2 separate regions of the Sus scrofa genome follow, and region 2 is linked to region 1. The links are chromatin contacts, called in public HiChIP or PLAC-seq maps. All regions are on one chromosome and are shown on one strand. The core of a region is the stretch at or near the end of the contact, and the rest is flanking DNA. Distances in the headings are between cores, read along the strand shown.

The links. HiChIP or PLAC-seq counts read pairs in DNA pulled down with a chosen protein or histone mark.
Region 2: an H3K27ac HiChIP or PLAC-seq map of skeletal muscle shows a contact between it and region 1, with 2.9 times the contacts expected there. The contact joins two enhancer-like sites. A contact is called at or near these places in 3 of 47 Hi-C or Micro-C datasets (embryonic fibroblasts, heart right ventricle and skeletal muscle) and 2 of 2 datasets of contacts at active chromatin or transcription factors (alveolar macrophages and skeletal muscle).

What each region holds. Positions count from the first base shown.
Region 1 is chr13:70,013,875-70,020,937 of Sscrofa11.1, reverse strand. It overlaps GRIP2 (glutamate receptor-interacting protein 2), which reads right to left. Exons shown (of 24, transcript XM_013982003.2): 4 at 6,951-7,063; 5 at 6,181-6,267; 6 at 5,637-5,712; 7 at 4,361-4,506; 8 at 3,625-3,772; 9 at 3,347-3,516; 10 at 2,307-2,432; 11 at 1,847-1,996. Among named protein-coding and RNA genes, the nearest start is that of GRIP2, 68 kb to the right of the region's middle. Within about 2 kb of position 5,032, at least 5 of the 83 cell types and tissues checked have an H3K27ac peak or open chromatin away from gene starts, as enhancers often do. A contact at or near this core is called in skeletal muscle, where this site is marked.
Region 2 is chr13:70,328,173-70,335,463 of Sscrofa11.1, reverse strand. LOC110256290 (a long non-coding RNA gene) reads right to left here. Exons shown (of 2, transcript XR_002337663.1): 1 at 7,254-7,291; 2 at 1,219-2,214. Among named protein-coding and RNA genes, the nearest start is that of LSM3, 17 kb to the left of the region's middle. Within about 2 kb of position 2,978, at least 12 of the 83 cell types and tissues checked have an H3K27ac peak or open chromatin away from gene starts, as enhancers often do. A contact at or near this core is called in skeletal muscle, where this site is marked.

The DNA of each region.
Region 1 (7,063 bases), core at 3,783-6,282:
ATCACATATTATATTATCAGGAGTTCCAGTCGTGGCTCAGCAGAAACTAATCTGACTAGCATCCATGAGGACGCAGGTTCAATCTCTGGCCTTGCTTAGTGGGTTAAGGATCTGGTGTTGCCACGAGCTATGGTGTAGGTCGCAGACTTGGCTCAAATCTGGCATTGTTGTGGCTGTGGCATAGACCAGAGGCTACAGGTCCGATTCAACCCCCAGCCTGGGAACCTCCAAATGTCACAGGTGCAGCCCTAAAAAGACAAAAAAAAAAAAGTCCTGCTGTTTAGGCTAATATCCATTGTATGATGACACCACATTTTTAAAATCCCCATCCACTGATGGACATGTTGGTTGTTTCCACCTTTTGGATATTACGAATAATGCTGTATGAACATTTGTATATGTTTTTGAGTGAATATAACATGTTTTCATTTATCTGGGGCACATACTTAGGGTTGGAATTTCTGAGTAGCATAACTGCATTTACCTATTTGATATGTTAATATATTTTGCTTTATATTTCATATATAAAATACATTTGTATTGTTCATGGATAGCAGATATCATTTATTAAAAAATTTTAATTATTGAATTTTATTCTATTAACTATACTATTGTAGCTTTATATATTATTTTCTTATACTATTTTATTTTATATATGTATTATGATATGTATAATATTTTACTGTTGGATGTATTATATTATTATATTTATATTCATTATTTTTTTAACTATTTCATCTCCAATGATAACAATGGTGCTAGAATATTGGAGGTGTTCAAAAAACTTTAACTAATTAATTGTCATCAAGGAAGGGGACAGGTAAGGGAGCCCAAGAGTCTCCATCCTCCATAAGGTCCTGTCTATGAAGAGCATTTCTGAATCTTCCCATCCACACACCCACAGCTTCAGTGGGTGACAAAGGTGTTCATAAAGGTATATTTTATCTGACTTTGAATTCTGTTTCCCTTTTCACCTTGGCTTCCAAGAAGCTCATAATGATATTTTGCTCCTTTCAGATTCCAGATGACTTATGTTCTCTCTCTTCTCTCACCTGGTTCAATCCCATATGGCCTAGTCTGACTTTCCCTTCTTCCTGGAGGCCTCTGCAATTCACACGGGAGGAGTCTGGGAACACTCTCTACATTAACAAAGGAAAGACTCTTCCCAGGAAAGATTTCAAAATTCTGGGCATTCTCATGACTTTTGCTACTTCCACATGCCTCCTGCATTATCATTCATTACTGTTTGTCCTTACATTTATTCATTTAATAAAAATACTTAAATACCTTCATTTCAAAAGGAACTATAATATAGTGATCATAACTAAAGAAAAATGTTTATAAGCAAAAATTAAGTAGAAATATATATCTAGTAAAACTGACTATTACTACCTTCTAGATGGATAGTCTCAGGCCTGTGTGTCTTTGTCTTAGAGAAAATTAACAGCGGTCAGAGAGGTAGTTAAGACAACTTAACACCACACTCAGACTTTCCCTTGAATGGATCAGAGGACTGAAGGTGAGAAAAATAAAATGGAGTTACTGTGAGAACTGTGTACGAATCTGAAAAGGCATCTTTTCCTCAGACACTTTGCTACCACCTGCTGGGAACTTTTCATAATAAAAATACAAGACAAAATGTACAAAGTAACTGTCACCCCTCAGATGTGCTCTTGTGCGGTACACAACCTATCCAACCATCCATGGCAGCCTGGTGTACCATGCATGCTATTTGATGCACCCCCACCCCGAGCCCCAGCTCTGTCCAAAATACCCCACACCCTTTGGCAAGTCTCTCTCTCAGGCACACAGACAGTCCAGAGAGGACAAAGAGACCACGGCTTACATGAGCTCTTGTGCTCCCTTCTTCGCTGCCTTCTCCGCCCCATTGTGGTCCGGGGACTCATGGGCTGGGATCCCCGAGGAAGAGTGCTGGGGTTGGTGCAGGGAAAGGCGTGGTTCAGTGTCGGCGAGGAAAAGGGAGATGAGGACAAGGCTGGGGAGATGAGAGCACAGCCCCGTGAGCCCCAGCAGAGCCCCCCAGCCTGCCACAGGGAAACACAGGGCTGCCTTCCACCCTCCACACACCTGCCATGTGACCTCAGACAAGTCTCTCCCTCTCTGGGTCTCAAAGCTCACAGAGTTTTCACACACCTGGTGAAACCCAGCTGCAGGACTGGGGCCCATCTCATCACTAATGTGTCAGGTGAGGCTATGCCGGCCCCCAATTTCTTTGAGTCTATATAAGACAGGCTCAAGCCCTTCTCTAGGAACTGGGGAGAGGAACAGTGGGGAGGGCACTTTACATTGGCTCTGGTCCTGGCCAGCAGGTGTGGCCCAGGTGGACGTCCTGCAGTGGCCGGGCCGGGGGCTGTGGCAGGAGGGCACACAGGGGTCCCAGCGATGTGGCTGCTCGCTCCTCTGTACCTTCACTGAGGCAGAGGAAGAGGAGAGAGAGAGACATGCCATTAGGGGCTGAGCAGCTCTGAATCACCAGGCCCCTGGGGGACTGAGCTCCCATATGCAGAGGGAGGAAGGAACAGAAGACCCTGGGTTTCCTGAGCCAGGTTAGGCATTCAGGATTCTTGCTCTGCATCCTGGACATCCTCTGTGTGCCAGGCACTGTGCTCAGGGTTCAGCCACGCAGCAGCCAGAGGGGCAGGGACACAGGAGGGAAAGCTGGCCCAGACTGAGGCCCATAGCTGGGAGATGGTGGTAGAGTAGGATTTGAACATGGGAAACTTTGCTGTGGAGCCCAAGAACTGGCTCATCAGCTTCAAGGAGCACAGTTTGCAAATGGTGACCAGTTGTAGCACCATTGGGGTCTACCACAGCACCATAGCCTGGGCAGCCTCAGCAGTAGCTGAGCATAGAGGGCACCAGGGTCCTGGCATTTCTGCCCCACACTGGGCTCTCAGGGGCCACCTGGGTCCCTGTTGGTTTCGTCCAGGCTTGCACAGATCTGCATTGCCGTCTGAGATGGCTCCCACTTCCTCCACCTCCTTCTCATACTGGCCTCATCCCCAGTGAGCTCTTCACTCCATCCTGAGCTGAGCCCGAGATCCAAACTTTGAGTAGCACAGAGCACAGAAAGAACTATCCCCTCCCTTGTTCTAGCTCTTATACTTCTATTAATGCAACCAGTGATGGAACTAGCTTTGGGGGCATCCCACCAACAAACTGTCAAGTTGTTTCTCTGCCCCACCTCCCCACCCTAAGCAACTGCACTTGACAGTTCAAGCTTCCCTATAGGAATGGATATTTGTTCCAGTAAATTTTAGCCTGCCCAGGGCATTGGTCCATTAACACTCAGGTTTGCGCCCTGAGGTCTTCCCAGGGAACCCACCTGCCTCTGAGGGCTTCAGCGGCCGCCGGCTCTGGGGCGCAGGCAGGATCTCCAGCCTCACTTTCTCTGACACGCTGGCCAGGAGTTTGGTGGCCTCGAGCAGCGAGCAGTGTTCCATGCTGGTGCCATTGATGGACAGGATGTGGTCTCCAGCATGCAAGGCCCCACTCCTGGCCAGGTCAAGAAGCAAAGGGGAAGACTCATCTGGCCAGACAAGCTCTGGGCAGCCCCTCCCCCTGCACCCCTTGTACCATGGCAGCTCCCAGCATGTGCCCCACCTGTCCACCACGCTGGCTGGCTTGATGCGGTCAATGGTGATGACAGGCTTATTCCGGTGGGAGCCGGTGGTGAGTGAGATCCCCAAGGTGGACCCCGGGGTCTTGGTTATTTCCACGATCAAGGGCCCTGAAGCGCTGGCCACTGTGTCTGGTACATGGAAGGAAAGCAGAGTTTGAAATGCAAATATTGAGCACTTTCCTCCATCTCGCTGCACCCACATTACAGACAAGAAAACTGAGGCATGTGGAGGCAAAAGCCTCGTCCAAGATCACACAGCCACTGGGCAGCAGAGGAGGGGCAGGAATTCCTGTCTCGGGCGCTCTGGGCCCAGGGCTTTCCTGGAGAATTCCAGTTTGCTCACATTTATTGAATGCCCGCTGTATGCTGGCACTGAACTGTGTTTCACAATGGGCCTTCTCCATTTCTCTCTGTGATTTTTTGCACATTCACTATCTCTGACACACTCTATACTTAATTTATTCTATTGTCTATCACTCCTCTCCAGAATATCAGCCCCATAAGAATAGAGACGCCGTCTGTACTGCTGTCAGGTGTGTCCTCAGAGCATCAGACAAGGCCTGGCAGTGTATTTACTACCCAGAGAGGCTCAGAGAGGCTGTGACGGGCTCAAGGTCACACAGCCTTTGCAGTGATGAAGGTCTGTACCTGCTACCCCATCCCTCCAGCCCCCAGCCTCTTCCTGCCCCAGTTCCAGCCCTCAGGCCCCCAACTCACCTGGCACAGCCACATCATACTCCACCTGGAACAGTGCCTCATGGCTGCACTGCCGCAGGGTGGCCAGGGCAGTGGCGTGGCTGGCACCATGCAGTGGGATCCCATCAACGCTGAGCAGCCTGTCACCCACCTTCAAGGAGCCCTCCCTGCAGGGAAGGGCATGGTCAGCCAGCCTGGCCCTGGACAAGGGCGGGAACTGGGAGAGGTGGGGGCCCAGAGGACGGGGCAGGGCATGGAGTGGGTGAAGGAGAGAGGACATGGCAGAAGGGAAGGAATTCCACATGAGTGAAGGGAAGAGGGAGGGTATGCGGAAGCCACTGAGCAAGTGAAGGAGGCAGTGAGGATGGGGTGGGGTCGGTTCTGACACCTCTCACCCCATTTGGTGCTTAAATTCACAGTCCCAGCTCAACCCTCAAGCGTCAGGTCAGGGCCCAAACAGGGTCCCAGCCCTGCCAGGACCAGGTAGCATCAGAGGTAGACAGTCTGGAGGCTTCACGCTGCTGGCCAGAGCTCCCTGCCCAGGGCCTCCACCCTGGTTCTCAGCAGTGGCTCTGGCCTGGGGACAAATAGGAATTCTACTGGGTCCCAGGGAGGGGCCTGAGGGGGGTTCACCTCAGTTTGGGTCACATCCCGGCTCTGGAATGCCTGTCCCAACAGGTGGCCAAAGCTATTCTGGGAGGTTCTATGAATAGCCTGTCCCAAGGACGGCTTTAGATTTCTGACAAGGCCGTTCCAGGCTTTCCTTAAAATGGCCAGGAATCCCGCGCCAGGGAGGTCAGAGGGTCAGGAGCTGGGAACTGGGCGTGTTCCTCTCCACAGTTGCTCCCCCTAGCACTTGCAAACAGGGCCCGGGCAGGGCCAAACTGGCAGCACAGCCAGGACCGGGGAGGCCGCATCACAGAGGACCAGAGGACGCCTGTCTCCTTGCCCCAAATCCCTCGCTGCAGCTCCCAATGGCTGCATCATTAGACCCATTCTACAGACAGGAAAATCAAGGCCAGGGAAGGGACACCAAAGCTCACTCCCCATCCCCCACCCCCTCAAGACAGCAGAGTCTTGGGGAAGAAAGAGCTTGGAGTTGCTCTCATTTGGGGCTTAGCACTGGCTCCACCAACAATTCCGAGTGGCTCTGGGAGAGCAGTCTCCCCTCTCTGGACTTCAGTTTGGCTCATCTGGAGAACGCGTATGATGTCCACTCTGCCTTCCTCACAGGGTCTGGTGCTGGGGGCCAGCAGTGCCGGGCAAGGCTGTAAGGGTCCCTCCAACTCAGGCTCACCTGTCGGCGGGGCCACCAGGCCGCACATAGGTCAGGACGAGCGGGCGGGACTTGTGCCCATCTTCATGGGCGCCTCCTGGACAGAATCCCACAAGAGGCGGGAATCACCGACCCTCTCCTTCCCTGGTGCCCAGCGGCCCTGACCCAGACCCTGAGCAGGCTCCCTTCATTAAATCTGCGCAAGGACCTTGTCCTTGCTGTGCACAGTCCTTCCCATGGGACAGCGACTGTAAACCCCACCCAGAGCTGGGACAGAAACCAGGGAACACAGCCAAAGTCCTTTCTCAGTTAAACAGCTTGCTTCCCATCCTAAGATCTCATCCTATTTCCCTTTTTTGCCCTGGTTGCTAGGCAGCATCAAACTTCTTTTTCTGGTACAACTTCTCCCTCTCACTCCCCCCAATCATGCACACTTTGTTGTGAGGCAACATATATATGAAAGATGTATGTAATGAATACATATAATTCATTAGAGCAAAAGAGAACACACAGAATTGGCATTAGCCTTCCCACCCCTTGACCCAAAGGTGCCTCTTACACTGACCTCTGAGGACGAAGCCAAAGCTATTGCCCTCCTTGTAGAGGGAGACATCCACTGTCTTTGCAATGATCCCTGGGTTGTTCTCAGGGGCTGGGGAGAAATGGAGGGCTCCTTTGAGTCCTTGAGTCACAGCAGCAAGCCAGCAGATGTCCCCGAAGCTCTTTCCAAGAGAGCTGCGTGACCTGTCACAGACGCTGCAGGAAGGGCGAACTCCCTCTGCCTCATTTTACAGCTAGGACAAGTGAGGCTTAGAGGTCCCCTCTTCCCTAAAACCCACTTAGTCTACCACTTAGAGTGGGGAAAGGGCCTGCCCATGCTCCCACAGAGACATTGGCAGAGCTCAGGCTTGTGTCCATGGCTGGCAGGCTCAGGCCAGAGCTGAATTCCAGACAGTCATTCAAATTTCAAGACTTTAGACCAACTTTGAAAATTCAGAGCTAGGCTAAACCCTAGGACACTGTACTGAGAGCAGCACGGGAGGGCAAAGAACAATTTATTCTGCTGATGTTCCTAAAACCTTCCCCCAAAAGGAAAAGCATCTGGAAACCAAATATGCAAGATGACAAGGAGTTAGGAACAGGGCCCTGCCACCAACTGGTGACAGCATACTGCATTTGTGGACAAAGTCCTAGGTGTGGCATGAATGTCTGTAGTCAGTCTCAGGTCCCGCCCACCCTGACTGGCATGGCCCACTACCCAGGTGCTGGCAAGGAGGCAGCTTATCCACCCATGACCATGGCAGTGGAGAAAGTTCACGGTTCAAGGGCACCCACCGGGCGGGGGCAGCTCATACTCCACCTCCAGCACCACGCGCTCGCCCACATTCTTGAGCAGAGTGATGATCTCATCATGGCGGAGCCTGGTCAAGTGGATCCCGTTCACTGAG
Region 2 (7,291 bases), core at 1,729-4,228, 320 kb before region 1:
CACCTGGACACATTTTTGTCCATTACCACACCTGAGAGTAGCAGTATATGCCAACAGTAGATGCCTAACTAGGTATCAATTTACATGGAACACTAACACCAAGAAATGAGGAAACCAAGGCCAAGTGTTTTAAATTCCTTTTAGATCCATTGCACAATTTCACTACTAAAAGCATGTAGACTCTGATTTTCTTGGTTTCTTCTAGAACTTTCCTGGATGTGGAAGTAGCATGCCCACCGCCGATTCCGATTCTGATTACTACAGAGGAATATTTTTTCTTGGTGACCAAACCACCCACCTACAGTGCTCTGGGGATGTGGGCTCTGGGTGTTGACAGGACTCTCAGAGTTGTCCATGGTGGGTTGGAAAAAAGTAACCATAGAGTCTGGAAACATGGTCACGTCGGATTAACCTGGCTTCAAATCCCAGCTGCACCCCATACCATTTGGGCAAATCACTTACCCCCTACCATCAGCCTGTGAGGATGATAGGACAGGAGTTCCCATTGTGGTTCAGTGAAAATGAACCCAGCTGGTATCCATGAGGATGCTGGTTTGAATCCCTGGCTTTGTTTTGTGGGTTAAGGTTCTGGTATTGCTGCGAGTTGTGGTATAGGTCGCAGATGTGGCTGGTATTGCTATGGGGTAGGCCAGCAGCTACAGCTCCAATTTGACCCCTAGCCTGGAAACTTCCATAAGCACACCTGCGGCCCTAAAAAGAAAAAAAGCAAAAGAAGCCTAGGACAGAGCCTGACACATCGCGGACCCCAGGTTCAGAAGGCACAGAAGTGGAGGATCTGTTGGGGGGCCAGTTCAGTTTGTCCCCACGCTTTTTTCTCCTCAGGGAGTTTTCAGGAGGGCCATGAATGTGAAATAATTTAACTCAATCAATTAAAATTTATTTTCAAATGTCTTTGTCAGTGCCAGGATCCGTTAGCGGAGGACCAAATAAACAGTGTGGGTGCCAGGAGGGACATGGAGGGTGAGAGGATGGGGAGCACGCAGCAAGGCTCAGCCTTGTCCCAGTAGGTGATGTTTGGGCAACATCTGAGCAGCAGGAGGGAGCGTTAGTCCAGGCCCCCGGAAGCCTTGCAGAGGTTCTGAGGCAGGAGCGGTTCTCCTGGTTCAGGGGCCACACAGTCCCTGTCCCATGACATGCAGTCTGCACGGTCCCTTCCTTCTGATCCCACACTGATGTTTCACTTCACCTTTCTTTGCCTTTTTTTTTTTTTTTTTTTGTATTCAAACTGAGTTTATGGGGTGGTTTCCCCCTCATCTTGATGCCCCTTGCATCTTCATTCAGTGCCACCTCGGCCTGAAAGCCCTGCAGTCTGGCCGGGATGGTGGAGCAGCCATTGCACAAACTGCCAGCCTGTACAGTTCCTATGAGTGATCTCCTGGCATGATGGGCGTCTCACCCTCTAAGCAGGAACCAGGTCTGCACCTGCTTTTCCTTGTGTTTCCTCTCCTCTTCCTCCTGAGGGCCAGGTGGCTGCCAGTTCCTGTGTCCTCCCCTCAGGTGGAGGGAAGAGAGTTGGAAATCAGCCTCTCACCCTTTCTGGCTTCAGTTCCTTCCCTGAAGGGAAATGCAGGGAGGATTTGACCCGAGGGGTTGGTGCTTCCAGCCCAGCTTCCCACTGGGTGCATCTCTACCGCCATCCCCCCTCTCAGCAGCAGGTGGCGCTGTGCTCCTTGCTTTCCCAGTTTGTCCTTCCTTGGTTTGCAGTCGGCATCTATTCATGTTGACCAGCAAAGTCTGTATCGTCTTTTTCCTTATATCCAAACAATTTGTGGAGCTCCAACCCAATAGTATCTGTTGCTGCCAGGAGCAAAGAAGGAAAGAAAACAGCGTGCTGTTTAGGCCCCAGGGAGCAGATTGAAGGGTAAATTGCCCTTCGTGCCCACATCTTGTTGAATTAAAATGAGGTTGTCGACAAGGCCATATCCCAGACAAGATGATTTTGTCCGCACTAAGTGGTCCTGTGTGTGCGTGTAGTCAACCCTCAGAGTTTGAGGACAGATGCCACCACTCTGATGAGCAGATCCTCTTACCTGCTGGCAGCCTCAGAGCGTTCATCTGTGCGGTGTCCTTTCAGCTTCAACAATGTGTGTTGGGGAAGGTCTAGGATCATTCTGTTACTGATTGAAAGAGCTTAAGTGTGGAGTTCCTGAAACACTCTTGGTTGTAGTATCAGAAAGGCAGCCATTGGGTGTCCTGGGTGAAGAGTACAGAAACATGCTCATTTCCCACAAACACTACTTACTGGGTGATCAGCAGGTCTGGCCTCTGACTCAGTTCCCTCCTCCCTGAAATAAGGATGGTAGCAGGGCCCACCTTATGAGGAGGGCAGAGCGTCCCGTGACGTCCATGCAGGAGCTAGCTCAGGGCCTATTTTCCTTAATTAGACCAGCGGAATTAGACCACGTAATGTGTTTCCTGTCTCCGGTCTGCCTTTCAGGCCTCTGTGGTTGGTCCACAGTACAAAAGACCACTTATAAATATCTCTCTGTCTTATAAGAAGGATCAAAGCTGTTCTATATGAGTTCGTAGTTTCTGTCTGGCTGAGTCTACTACAACATTAAAAAAATAATAATCTCATTTATCTCTTCTTGCATTGTTTTTCCTTTAAGGCTTTTTCAGGCTGAGGACTGCTAGAAACGGGGTCAGATAAAAGCTAATCATGATAAGGATTTGGAAATCAGATGAGGGGCAAGGAAGCCTCCCCTTTACAGAGTCCTGACCCTCTCCCCCCTTGGTTCTCAGCAGTGTGTTCTTCAGTTCAACACTAGGGTACGAGAGAAATGAGTGGAACCAGCTCTGTGAGCAAGGTCACCCAACAGCATCATGAGATAATGACATCACTGACAGCTCTTTCCCAGGAAAAACCCAGGGCTCAAATAACCGAGGGAAAGGACAGGTCATCTTCATGGCAGGTTGACAGAGCTGGTTGCAGGCTGCCATCAAATATCAGGCCTGGGAGTGTTGCTAAAAATGACCCAGGGGCTACACCTGGCTCTGCTCAATTTGCCCTGAGCCTCGCTGCCCTCACATGCTCAGGACAACAGAATATCACCAACAGGTTTGTTTGGTTGTTGTTGTTGTTTTTTTTTTTTTTCCGTTGTTCCATTTCCTAGAAGAAAGGTTACCAAATGCCAGAATCAAAATAGAATGTGGATTGTGTCACAGGAATCCTGTTTGATCCAGGCACACTCATATTGTGCTATGGCCTTGAGGGGAGAGAGCAGATAAGCAGAAATGCAGGGTTATTATCACATTGTGGGAAGTGACATCACGGAAGGCCCCTAGTCTGCCTCTCTCTCCAGACTAGTTATTTTCTGTCATGCTGCACACCAAGTGAATCATGTTTTCAGTGCCTCAGAGGGACACAGTTACTTAGGTGAGCCTGATGCAGAATCCTTCACATAAGAAAAAGTCCTTTTGTTAAAGTGAGTGGTGGTCCCCAACTTTATCCATATCCCAAGTTCATGGTTTTACACATTTTCTGTTCTTTTTTAATCTTGGCTTAAATTCTTTACTATTTGTAGCGATATGATAGAATTTTCCAAGTGATAGTGAATTATTCATGGTCACTTTCCTGAACAGCAAACAATTAAATTGAAGAATTCAGACCTTTGTAGATTACCTTTCATTATATGATGAATATCATCTTTTTTATTTATAAAAAGCATAATATAAAATGTACCATCTTAACCGCTTTTAAGTGTTCAGTTCAGTGATGCTAAGTGCATTCACATTATGCAACATACATTGTGTTTTCTTGAAGCAGCTCTCTCCAGGATGTCTTTATCAGCAGTTAGAGACATCCCCTTCCTGCCAAGTTTTTCTCCCATGATATAATACTTTATTACTATCCTTAAACTTACTTCTCAGAGATTTCAAAGCTTTGGAAAGTAAATCCAAACAAAATCCATGGGCAATCCTTAAAATGTAGATGCACTAAGAGAAGGCTGTGAAGCTCATTCATCCTTTATGTCACAACCCAAACTCATTTGGGTAGAGAGCCCCTGGACCTGCAATGGAGAGCTGGCCTTGGGACTGTCAGGTGAGGATAAAGGTTAAGGCATCCTCGCCTGAAGCCTCCGTTGGCTTCCCAACTCACTAGAGTGACTGGCATATGCCTCACCCAGCTCATCCCCTCCCGGTCCCATTCCTGCCCACTTCTCTGACCCCACTTCCTGCTGGCCTTCACACTGACCCTTAAAAATGTTAAGCTCGGAGTTCCCATTGTGGCTCAGCAGAAACGAATCCGACTAGGAACCATGAGGTTGTGGGTTTGATCCCTGGCCTCGCTCAGTGGGTTAAGGATCCAGCATCGCCGTGAGCTGTGGTGTAGGTGGCAGACACAGCTTGGATCTGACGTTGCTGTGGCTGTGGCATAGGCCAGCAGCTGTAGCTCCGATTTAACCCCTAGCCATGGAACCTCCATATGCTGCAGGTATGGCCCTAAGAAGCAAAAAAGCAAAAAAAAAAAAAAAAAAAAAAAAGAAAATGTCAAGCTCATTCCTTCTTAAAGACCCTTGTTTTCACTCCTACCTCAGCTTAGAATCATCTTCTCAACTTGTGCTGAGCAGTAGAAACACTTATATAACTCATAGCCTTCTCAATGCTGGGGCCACATCATATACCAATTAAGTCATCATCTCTGGGACCTTAAGGATCAGTATTTTTATTTTTTTATTTTTTTAAATTTGTTGTCTTTTTAGGGCTGCGCCCATGGCATATGGAGATTACCAGGCTAGGGGTTGAATCAGAGCTGTAGCCGCCAGCCTACGCCAGAGCCACAGCAACACGGGATCTGAGCTGTGTCTGCAACCTACATCACAGCTCACGGCAACACCAGATCCTTAACCCACTGAGCAAGGCCAATGATCAAACACGCAACCTCATGGTTCCTAGTCGGATTCATTTCCGCTGCACCACGACGGGAACTCCAAGAATCAGTATTTTTAAAACAAACAAAAAATTCTCCAGGAATTCCTATATAGCCACATTTGAGAACAAGCGTCCTGGATCAGCAGTTCTCACAAATGTGGTTCCAGCTCAGAAATAATAGCATCCCTGGGAACCTGTTAGAAATGGATGTTCTCAGTCCCCACCTAAATTTCCTGAGTCAGAAGCTTTAAGAGCAGAGCCCAAGAGTGTGTATTGTAACAAACTCCAGATTCTGAAATGCCTAAGCTTGACAACCATCATCCTACATCCTTGGTGCCCAAGGTGTGGCTCGTGGCTCAGCAGCATCAGCATTACTTGGAAGCTTGTTAGAAAAGCAAAATCTCTGACACCAGCTGGTAAATCCAGTCAACAGGATCAGAATCCACACTTTAACAGTATCACCGTGCCTCCTGCCAGTCATGTCTGAGAAGCTCTCTGGCTCCCTCCCCTGAGAGCCTAAAAACAGCTACACGCTGAGCCCACCCAGCACCCAGAGCTTGGGCTCTAAATGTCTTAACATCAAAAGTAGCCAGGTTTGTTGGAGCAAAGGCTGATTCCAGGACTGATGCAAGCAAAGTGCAAGGTGAGCCTCAGACTTTTTGTGCCAGAAAGCAAGGAAGTGGGCTTGAAGAAAGATGGGGACACATCAAAAAGATGGGGGCTAAGCTAAAGGATTTCTCACTGGCCATGTTGGAGGAACCTTGCAGTCATGGATTATAACCCGCTGAATGAAATAAAAGCAATGAGTTTGTAGTGCTGTAACAAAATAAGTTTTGTATAAATAAATGAGAGAGAAGGGAAAACTCTTCTTTGCAGCAGGATGCCAGCTAATAAACATAGAAGGAAAGATGGAGTAAGAAAATCACCCATGAAGGCTAAAACCCATGGGTGAAAGTTTGAGGAACAGAACAACTTACACTCTAAAAGTACCTCCCCACAAATGATTTATTCATTACAAAGGGGCAGTAGTACCTTGATAGTGGAGAAAGTGGCAGAGATCACCTTCACCCAGCAGCCAGAGTTGGCATCACCCACCCTGGGACAGCCCAGTACCCCCTGCCTCCTGCTGTGACATGCTGAGGAGGGCACAGTATCCCTCCCAGGGCATTCCTGCCACAGAAGCCCCCCTGAACTTGCTCCTCAGGAAGCATCAGGAATCCAAATAGAGGAACAGTTCAAGGAGTATCCGGCCTGCATGCTCAGAAAATGTCAAGGTCAAGAAAGACAAAGAATGGCTAAGGAAATGTTCTGGACTAAAGGAGACTAAAGAGATGTAAGGACTAATGCAGTGGGAGATCCTGGACCTGGAAATGTGTATCACTTTAAAAGGTTATTCCGGGAACTATTGACAGAATTTAAATACAGACGCTGGTTTAGGAAATATTTTACAAAATGCACACTGAAATATAGGGCGATGCAGCAGTATATTTGCATCATGAATTCTCAAATGGTTCCAAAAACATGTGTGTGGGAAGGTATAGGGCTATGTGTGTAACACGTATGTATGTTCCATGTTAATAGAGACAAGAAGGCAAAACTTTAACAATTGGTGAATCTAGAAGATGAGAGTTCCTTGACTATCTTGGAACTTTTCTATAAGCTTAAAATTTATCAAAATAGAAGCCTTGTTCCCTCCCTTCGAAAAAAGACCTTTGAAAACAAACACCAAAATAAACCAAGGAAGAAGCCTTGATCCAGAGCAGTCTTGCTTCTAAGTCTAGTCTGACTCTCTCCTTCTGGTCATGTAGGTCTCTACTCCTCTCTCACCTCCTCCAAGAGGCCCTACCTAGGTGGTCATCCCCTACCACCACTGTCAGACCCTCTCTGTCAGGTTACCTGCTCTCTTACTCTCATAGCTCTTTGTTGGCATGTGAAATTATTCATATTTATACCTGTCTACTGGTTTACTGTCTCTTCCCAGTAGAATGTAAGCTTCATAGCATAGGGATTTCATCTGGCTGGAAATGGCCCCAGTACAGTGCCTCACTGCTTGGAGGGCCCCCACCAGTGTACATTAAGTAAAGGAAAAGACAGACCTTGGCTTCCTTACGCTCAAGATGCTGGGCTCTACGATGTAACAACACCAGACTCCTTCCCTGCCCTAACACTGACCAGAGTCTGGACCATAAGAACCACTGTTGAAAGAGCATCTTTAATGTCCCAGGCTTTTCTTTACAATCTTTCATTTCATCTTCACAGTGACCCCTTTCCACTCATTGCTTTAGCAGACACATACCAAGCACCTATTATGTACTAGGCACTAAGAACATACTCATCAACACAACAGACACAGCCCTTACCACTTAGCCAGAGCTGACTGAGGAAACTGAGACTCAGA